Regions from separate parts of the Zea mays genome. Here region 2 is linked to region 1. A link is a contact called in public Hi-C data. All regions are on one chromosome and are shown on one strand. Each heading gives the region's core, a stretch centred on a gene start, on an enhancer-like site or on the middle of the called end of the contact. The rest is flanking DNA. Distances are from core to core; before and after follow the strand shown. Region 1 has its middle 49 kb from the start of LOC103643990. Region 2 holds the start of LOC100284987 (prenylated Rab receptor 2).

Region 1 (5,076 bases), core at 1,932-4,431:
GGCAATGAGGTTTAAGGGCCAAGATTGATCTCGTTTTGGTGCTTAATGCCAAAGGGGGAGAAAATAAGGCCAAAGCAAGAAATGGATCAGCTACCACTTGAGAATTTTGAAAACAGTAGAATAGAGCTTTTGTTTTATCAAAATCCTTTTATTGTATCTCTTTGTTAAAAGTTGGTCTCTTGTGGGGAGAATGTTTGATTATGGAAAAAAGGGGGTGTTGGGGACTTGTTCTCAAATGCTATGAGTTAAGAACAAGGCAACATAGAAAATGTTAATCGTTAAAAATCCTTCGTCCTTCGAAACATTATCTCCTTTGGGGTATAATGATTTTCGGACGAAGGTTATGAAGAGTATACCTTCATAAATTCATTACATAATGACGAAGAATAAAATGTAAGGAATATAAATGGCATCATGAATAGTTATGTATTATCATTAAGCATAAACGGAAATATCATTGAATTACAAGTGTACCTTCAATTGGAAGGAAATAATACAAGCATGACGCAAAAAGTGAATGCCAAGTCAGCGTGAACAGTACGGGGCTACTGTTCACCTATTTATAAGCACGGGACGCAGCCCGTGCAAAATTACATTAATGCCCTTTACACTCGATAATAATTCTATAGCAATCTGTCGAGGTCTAAATAGCCTTTTCATCTTTAAGTCGGTTTCATCTGCTGCTGTCACGCCGAAGCTTTCCTGCTTACACCTTCGGCGGTTCATCAACCTTCGTATTATTCTGGTCTACTGTAATGCCTGACTTGAGTCCGAAGATACCTGTTCACACATTATACTCCAAAAACACTATTAAATCCTGTTTTTGAGGACCTTCGGATGCCGAAGGTCCCCAACAGGGGGAGTTTTTGAATCTTTGATCAATTCCTCTTGGAATACCTCTCTTTATGTCTCTACAAGTGAATTTGACTTAGAGATAGGAAATTGAGTTTGATTTGCAAAAACAAACCAAGTGGTGGCAAAGTATGATCCATATATGCCAAATTTGAATCAAAACAATATCGAGTTCTCAATTGTATTGATGTTGCACTTGTTCTAGTTGCTTTGTGTTGTGTTGGCATAAATCACCAAAAAGGGGGAGATTGAAAGGGAAATGTGCCCTTGGGCCATTTCTAAGTATTTTGGTGATTGAGTGCCAACACAAGTGCTTAAGTGTTAATCTATGTCAAATGTTGGACAAAGTGCAAATCAAGTGTAAAGGTATGTTTCTAAGACTTAGTACATTGTTTTGGAGACTAATGTTTTGTGTCTAAGTGCTGGAAACAGGAAAGATCAATTTAGAAAAGACTTGGCTGTACAGCCAAGACTCTGCGCAGTCTGGGTGCACCGGACTGTCCGGTGGTGCACCGGACAGTGTCCGGTGCGCCAGGTTGGCTCGGGCGAACTGGCTGTTCTCGGGACTTCGACGGCGGTGTACGGCTATAAATCACCGGACTGTCCAGTGAGCCGTTCACAGGCGAAGTCGTCGCTCTCGGGAAGCAATTAACGGCGTACGGCTAAAAATCACCGGACTGTCCGGTGAGCCAACGGTCAGCCAGGCCAACGGTTGGCCGAGGATTCCGTGCGTGACGCGTGGCCGAGCCAACGGTCACAAGGGGGCACCGGACTGTCCGGTGTGCACCGGACTGTCCGGTGTGCACCGGACAGTGTCCGATGCGCCAACGGCTCTGAATCTCCAATGGTCGGCTTCGCCAAAGAAGGAAAGAAATCTGCACCGGACAGTGTCCGGTGGTGCACCGGACTGTCCGGTGCGCCAGGCGACTGAAGGCAAGAATTGCCTTCCTAGAATGCTCCCAACGGCTCCTAGCTGCCTTGGGGCTATAAAAGGGACCCCTAGGCGCATGGAGGAGCACACCAAGCATCCTTTGAGCATTGTTGATCACTCACACTTCATTCTTGCGTACTTGTTTGACATTCTTAGTGATTTGAGCTCCGTTCTAGTGAGAACCTTGTGATATTCTTTTGAGCTCAAGTCTGGGTCTTGTGTGTGCGTATTTGCTGTGATTCTTGTATCTTGTGTGCGTTGCTCATCCCTCCCTTACTCCGTGCTTCTTTGTGAACATCAAAGTGTAAGGGCGAGAGGCTCCAAGTTGTTGAGATTCCTCGCGAGCGGGATATAGTAAACAAAGCAAAACACCGTGGTATTCAAGTGGGTCTTTGGACCGCTTGAGAGGGGTTGATTGCAACCCTCGTCCGTTGGGACGCCACAACGTGGAAGTAGGCAAGTTTTGTACTTGTCTGAACCACGGGATAAACCACTGAGTCTATCTGTGTTGATCTTCTTGTGGTTGTTGTGTTTCGCAAGAACTCCTATCTAGCCACTTGGCTTAATTGTGCTAACATCTAATCAAGTTTTGTGGCATTAAGTTTCAAGTTTTATAGGATCACCTATTCACCCTCTCTAGGTGCTCTCAGTTATCTAGCGTGTGAGTGAGCTACTGCCTCTCTGGATTGTAATCCTATTTCCTGTTTTTTTCAAAAAAAACATTTCCAGTTAATGAGATGCGATCTTTTTCTTAAAAAAAGGGTCTTCTTGGGTCTCGCTGGTCGCTAGGGACAACCGCGCAAGCGCGACTGGTCATGTGGTCAGCAGTCGGTCCTTAAGACCCACCTGGAAGGGACTAGCCTGCCACTGCCACGCCTGTTCCAACTTTGAGCAGCCGTTGGGACTTGGGAACCGAGAAGTCGCCGGCATGGGCCAAGTTGGACCGCAGATGTTTCGTAGGAGAGAAAAAACTTGAGTGCTGTAGATGGGCTGGCATTTTCGAGTGGCCCAAGTCGATTTACCACACACATGGCGGGTCCTGGGGAAATATTGTAACTCACGGCCCATATCATTCTTTCGAATGCTGGATCAAACGCATACTGCTACGACGCTTCGGATTAAATACAAACACTGTAGATTCAGTAAAAGCGGTTACATTAGAATTTAGAGCATATCTAAGAGTTTCCAAAACAAACTCTTAAGCAAGAGGGTTTTTTTAGTAAGATTAAAGAAATACGTCTTCAGCAACTTTCTGACACTAGATTATATTTTCTTTAGCACTTGAAGGAAGAAAAAAAAAACAGCATCCACGCCGAAAAATAGGCGCAGTGCCGCGTCCGCCCGCGTGCCTTTCTTCTCCCTGCTAGCACTCCACGCGCCAGGCCTGCCCGTCCGTCCGGAACGCGAACAGCATCGACAGGCAGTGCATGCAGGAACGACGGCGGCGCGCGAGGTCGTTACGCTGCTCTGGAGGCCAAGTGGCCAACAGATCCGGACTGGTTGCGCGTGTGACGATGATGAAGTACCTGCCGAGCAGCGGCAGGTCAAGTGGCCAGCGCCGACGTTAACGAAGAGCCACGCGTGTCTCGCTCTGGCGGAGCATACAACGGCAGGTCGTTGCGGTCGGTGCCAACGTTGATGAAGAGCCGCGCGTCGTCGCTATCTGGTGAACCTACACCTACCTCATATCTACGGCGGATAGAAAATGGATGATATAGGATCAGTTTCCCTGTGCAGCGTGATCCGTGAAGATAAAGGAAGGGGAAGGGGAGGCGTGCATGCCACGGCCAAGCCAGACATAGAAGCCACGAAGCTTTTGTGTAGGTGCTTGTTCTTGGCATGAAGACGACGATGGACTTGTTTGTTATAGTACTTATTTGTCTAAGGTTAGTCGTTAGAATTGAATAACTAATCTTAAACAAAAAAGTTAGATAAAGTAAAGCAAGTTAGTCAGCTATTCCAAACACTACAACCTTTTAGGCCTTCTGTGACATTGTGATTATGTCACTAACTAGTGTTTATTTGTCATAAATTGTATTTTGGTGACACTATTGTGACGAAAAGGTCATCGTCACAGAAAGTACGTGTTAAATAGACTACAATGACGTTCATCAAAAAATCGTCATAGATTTTATGACGCACATTAGATTCGTCACTAAATCTATGACACTCTATTTTGTCATAAGCCACTCTGAAAACGTCACAATTCATACTGACATGAATTGCCACATGACTAATGGTGATGACGTGGGATGTGACATGGCAAAACCTTTATGACAGAAATATTTGTCATAGATTTGATCACGTGGAAAAATTGTTGTGACAAGGAATTTCATCATAAATTGAGAGGCAGTGGCCGCTAGCGTGGCAAGTGATATGGCGAAGCATTTGTGATAGATATAATCGTCATCAAAAGAAACACATCGTATGAATTCATATCATCATGGAATATTACACATCACAACCAAAATATCATATTAATACGTTGAACACAAATATTTCATCCATCAGAGAATCATATAACGTCAAAACATATATCTACAAATCCTTTAACTTCAATTCCAAAAAAACCTATAACTTCAACTCAAAGTACTAAATATTAAGCATATCGTAACTAGCTACTATAGCAGCCATAAGGTTGCAGGTCCTATAGTGGTCAAGCAGACTATGGACACACTAGGCCTCAATTGAAGCTTAATAGTTGATGAAGGTGGTTATTATTTTCTTCCATCAACCTCTTTATACTATCAATGTCTCCTGAAATGTCTGTGCTGCTACATTAGGCCGATCGACATGAGCCCCAGTCTGAGCTCAGATCCCTGCGAAGAGCACGGGGAAGTATGAGATTCCCACACAATCACTATTAGTCAAACCACACAATGAGCAAATAGTAAATTTTAGACATCAGATGAATACCTCTCCAAAGGTAAGAACAAATGTCATTGACAATATTATAGCAAGAACATGATGAAATATCCTATCAAGAAATATAGAAGTGCCTGCAAAGGCTGCAATGAGGTTAACATAAAAGTCAATTGTTGGGGACTTGTTCTCAAATGCTATGAATTAAGAACAAGGCAACATAAAGTGTTAAACGTCAATGTCCTTCGTCCATGAGACATTATTCCCTTGAGGATAATGGGCCTTGGACGAAGACTGATAAGAGCATAATTACGAAGCTTAAATCTTCGTAATAAAATTTTAGTAAAACTTATAAAATAACATAAAACAAAAGGTATAAAAGAGATAAATACATCATAGACGAATTACATTGTATCTATTTATTATATTGA
Region 2 (5,076 bases), core at 1,578-4,077, 120 kb after region 1:
AAATTATATTGTAATAGAATTCATGTATTCTGAATTGCAAAAGGTTTACTATATGTGTTTGAAGAGCAGCAAGCTAGCTGTTAACTTAGTTCAGCTTAGACAGTGTAACGTTAGTCTGCTCATTGATGCATATTGTTTAGGCTTACTAGTGAACTAAAAAATTTTTTAGGCGTCTCAGAATTTTGGACCCTGTGCAATCGCACTTGTTGCACATGCATGAGGTTCGACCCTGTTTCTCAACACTGTTTCCTCCCCCTAAATTAGGAGTCTTTATAGTCTGTTACAAACAGGCCAACCGACTTACATGGCTCAAATCATGGCCCGACAATGATTATGAAGTATTAATGACTTAACAGAAGAATTTACTAAGAGCATCTCCAAGAGCTCCCCAGAAAATAACTCCTTAAAATCAATTTTAAGGGACATCCAAATAATTAGTGCGGGTAGATTTTAATCCTTTCTCCAACAGATCCCTTAAAGTGATATATTGTTTCTGGGGAGCCCAAAAAACCCCTCATTTGTAGCCACAAATGAGGGAGTTTTAAGGGCTATGAAAAAGTTAGGAGTGCTTTAGGGAAACTGTTAGAGACAAGTTTTTGTGTTTTTCCAAAAAAATGGAATTAGGGGAGACTTCTCGGGAGCTCTTAGAGATGCTCTAAGTACTGAAAAGAACTCATCTTTAGAATCTTCAACCTTCACCACTACTGTTGTCCATCAGCAGTGACATCTCCCCCCTGAGCGGTTGATTGTCCCCAATCAAGTGCATTTGGAAATCTCTTCTTGAGCACTTCATAATATTCCCAAGTAGAATCCATGTCTGGTAACTGAGACCATGTCACCTTGACTTGCACAACCGGATGACTTCCTTTACGCACCACACGTCGATCCAGTATTGCTTTCAGATAAACATCCATGCTAGACAAATCTACTAACAGACATGTCTGAAAATATTGGTGTAGAATTGGGAACAAAAGGCTTCAACTGAGAGACATGGAAAACCAGATGTACCAGGGCTTGAACAGGTAGATCTGGATTGTAGGCTACTGACCTAATTCTTTGAAGCACTTTGAAGGGCCCATAAAACTTATAAGCCAGTTTAGTACAAGCACTTTGTTTTAGTTTGCTCTAACTTTATAATTAGACCAAGTTTGTGTTGTTTTAAGTCATTTTTGTATGGTCATCTATTCACCCCCTCTAAGTGCTCTCAGTTGGTATCAAATCCGATCTCTTCCATTGGGTCTAACAGCCCAAAGAGATGGCTAGTGACGATGCTAAAGGGAAGGGCAAGATGGTCGACAAGAAGGAGATCCCCGTCGATGGTGACCTCAAGGACGATGCTGCCGTCGACTCTGGATCGAACAAGAAGAGGGACGATAAGAAGAAGAAGCGCATCAAGAAGATCATCTACTATGAGAGTGACATTTCTTCCTCTTCGCAAAGGATGACGACTCCTCCTCTTCAAAGAAAAAGACGGTTAAACAAAACTATACTCGAACGGTTAATGATTCGGCCAAGCTTAGTATACCATTTGACATTCGTTTACAAACATGTGGTTACTTGTGTTGACGAAATGGAGGCGAAGCCACTTGTAATGCATTTCTATCGAGGAATTGAAGTGTATTACTTCCTCCGTTCTAATTTATAATTCATTTGACTTTTTAACTTCAAATCTGACCGGCTCCTTTTATTCAAAAAATCATAATTATTATCAATTTTTCACTGTAATATTGTTTAGCATATAATATACTTTAAGTATGGCTTTAAAATTTTCTTTTTTCCAAAAAATTAAATAAAACGAGAGGGTCAAACTTGGTGAAAAAATCAAACGAATTATCAATTGAGACAGATGAAGTAGATTCTTTTTTATATTTTTTAGATAATAGAAAATAACATATGGATTCATCTCTTTAACGGCGGGATATGTCAAAGTTATGACGCAGTACTAGAAACTAGACTTGGATTAGCTTTTGGTATTTGAAGCTGCTGCATGTCCTTCTTTCTTCTTTTTTTCAAACTTGACAATTGATGTATTTCTCCGTGAACACCAGAGAATGAAGCATGCACAACCTCTTAGAAGTGCTTTTGCATGTATACGGATAAGGATGCGTGTAAGTAACTGCCTATCTTTGCACTGTTATTATTCTCAAAATATATAAAAAATAGTAACAATATTTTATCTGTAGAATAAATTACAAAAATTGCAAACACACTTGCTAGTCTATGTCTTGAAGGCATTTTCATCACAAGAACTCTTTGTTCTCTAAATAGCTTGAAGCTCAAAAAACAATGGACTATAAGGTTGTGTACATCATTAAACTTGCAAGTATCGTATAAGATTTATCTTCATATACAAGTCCATATATAAAAAAGTTGTGAAGAATGAATTGACTTAAAAGGAGTAGCTATGTGGTTCGTTCGTTGTTAAGTTGAAAAAATTGGACAATAGTCTTCTACTTTCAGTAGCAGGCTAGGATTGTCTAGGCTGTCTCCAGGAAGGAATAGTAAAACCTTCTCTATCTTATATTTAGGGAAGAATTTTCTTCTCTACCACTCTAACAACATTCTCTAAACAATACTTAAAATATAGAGAATATTTCTGTCCAAGATTTTATCTTGTTCCCTTTGTCGATTTTAATACTTTAAATAGTAAATTAAACAAAAGTAAAATATATCCTTTCTTGCCAATGCTGGTTAAGCATGACGTCAACACGGTCTGGGGTGCTTTGCCAGCAAGCAAAACCAGTTCCTCCCCACGAATCAAATAGGGAGCCCGTTCCAACCAACTTTCCAGCGAAGCGGCGCCGCGCAACCATTCTCATTTCTCTCGGGTTCGTCGTGAGTAAAAAGGAAAAAGAAACCAAGGACTCTCTGTACCAGCGAAGCGTGCGTGGGCCGTGGGCGCGTCCTGTTCTTCTTCCTACCTTTCCCTAACCTCTCCTCCCTCCTGCAAATCCGATCTCCCCGAGACCATGCGCAACTCCGCCGCCGCCCAGCCCTCTTCTCCCGCCGCCACGTACGTCTCAGGCGCCGCCTACGTCGCGCCCGCCTCCTCCGCCGCCATGTACGGCTCAGGCGCCTCCTACGTCGCGCCCGCCGCTTCCGCCCCCGGCGGCGGCGGGTACATCTATCCTGCGCCCGCCTCCTCCGGCGGCAGCGCCGGCTACTCCAAGATCCCAACCTACCCGGCGGTCCCGTCGGCGTATCCCAACCCCAGCCGTCTCCCGCCGCGAGTCTCCACCCACGCCCCGGTCGAGGACCCCACAGCGCTGCCCTCGCCGCTGGCCAAGGCGGGCGAGCTCGTGACGCGGCTCCGCGAGCAGGGGCAGGTGCTCATCGCGGCGCGCCGGCCGTGGGGCGAGGTCTTCCGCGCGCCGGCCTTCTCCAAGCCGCCGTCGCTCGGGGAGGCGATCGCCCGGATGCGCCGCAACACCGCCTACTTCCGCGCCAACTACGCGCTGGCCGTGCTCGCCGTCGTGGCGGCCTCGCTGCTCTGGCACCCCGGCACGCTCTTCGTGCTTCTCTTCCTCTGCGCCGCCTGGTTCTTCCTCTACTTCGCGCGGCCCGCGCAGGGCGGGCAGCCGCTCAGGGTCCTGGGGATGGAGTTCGACGACGGCTCCGTGCTCGCCGCGCTCTGCGGGGTCACCGTCATCGCCATGCTCTTCACCAGCGTCGGCTGGAACGTGGTGGGCTCCGTCATGATCGGGGGCGCGCTGGTCAGCGCCCACGCCGCGCTCAGGACCACCGACGACCTCTTCCTCACGGAGCAGGAGGCCGCTGGGGACGGCCTGTTGGCAGCTGGCATGAGCGCCGCCGGGCCCATCTTGCCCACCTATGTCCGCATTGGTTGATTCGCTCAGCTGGGCGTGGTGTGTTCATCATGGTTTGCATACAGCCTTCATGCAGTTCAGCGATCTTGATGCTATTGCTTGCAGATATTAGCAATCTTCCTTGTAATTACCATCACGATGTCTAATATTGGTTGTCGGCGTGTGAAATGTCAAGCTTTTTTCTGTATTTCTGGTGAAACTGGATTCAATTGCTGTTTCGAATGGTGGTGTTCGATCTTCGTTAACTACATCTCAGAATGACAGCTGCGATTTTGCCTGCACATTCTGGTTCCCGATGCTTCAGGCTCAATTCTCAATGTGATGAAGTTAGCTAAATTTTAATAACTTTGATGAGTTGTGCCATATATCTATCCTTCTGCAGCCCTGCAATGCGTTTCCTTCATCTTGTGTAGTTCTTCATGGTTCCTGCTAAACTTGGCTCTACATCTGCAATGTATTTTCTGTCGACCTGGGTTCCCCCCGCTCCACTTCTGTGATTGAGTGCTGCTGCCCTTGCCTGATTAGGACATTGGCCTAACATTGAAGCAGCAGTAATCGAAAAAATATCGGCGTCGCCCAACTGGTTATGGGTATTCACTCTTATGCACTGTAGTCTGTAGCAGTTAACTATACCATCGGTTTTGGTGACATTTTGCTGTGACAGTTATCTATTTTTGAACAGCACTGAGAGGTCAAAAAATCTCCGTGTTCCTTCTGCATAATCCAGAGGCAGAGGGTGTGGTATTTCATTTTTCAGATGCTATTCATTTCTTGTCAATTTGCTGAGATCTCTCTGTAGTCTCTCTCTATCGCCTGAATGCTCTGATGTTTCGATCTCTACCTGCAACTCTTTTGTACTGGTTTTGCTGAATCTACACGAGTTACACTCCTCTCTGTGTCCTGTGGTTTGCTGGAGCAAATGTTAGCCTATGAAACAACTGTTGCCAGGACGACAGTTAGAAAATGTGGTTTTTTCTCAGCTTAGAAATCAGTTTGCTGTTCGCAGCCAGAGCCGGGCTATTAAAAGTTGTTTAAATCCACTGAGACCCCGTTTGTTTCCTTTCATTTCGAGGAATTGGAATCTTACTAATGGAATAGGATATTTTTTAGAATATGACATTTCACCACTTTCCAAAGTTATCATATAAGTCTATATCAAATTCATGGGATGAGAGATGGAAATTGATTCTATAGATTTACATGCTAATTTTCCGATGTATAACGTATAGCACACTCTTCTACTTGCGCC

Evidence for each region. A called contact is a pair of places that touch in the nucleus more often than the background predicts.
Region 2: a Hi-C map of ear shows a contact between it and region 1, with 2.6 times the contacts expected there. The contact joins the promoter of LOC100284987 here to the enhancer-like site in region 1. A contact is called at or near these places in 2 of 25 Hi-C or Micro-C datasets (ear and tassel).

The regions. Positions count from the first base shown.
Region 1 is chr1:281,450,435-281,455,510 of Zm-B73-REFERENCE-NAM-5.0, forward strand. No RefSeq gene overlaps it. Among protein-coding and RNA genes, the nearest start is that of LOC103643990, 49 kb to the right of the region's middle. Within about 2 kb of position 3,182, at least 19 of the 20 cell types and tissues checked have an H3K27ac peak or open chromatin away from gene starts, as enhancers often do. A contact at or near this core is called in ear and tassel, where this site is marked.
Region 2 is chr1:281,575,740-281,580,815 of Zm-B73-REFERENCE-NAM-5.0, forward strand. LOC100284987 (prenylated Rab receptor 2) reads left to right here and starts at 2,828. Exons shown (of 1, transcript NM_001291646.1): 1 at 2,828-4,169. The coding sequence starts at 2,970. The coding sequence ends at 3,848.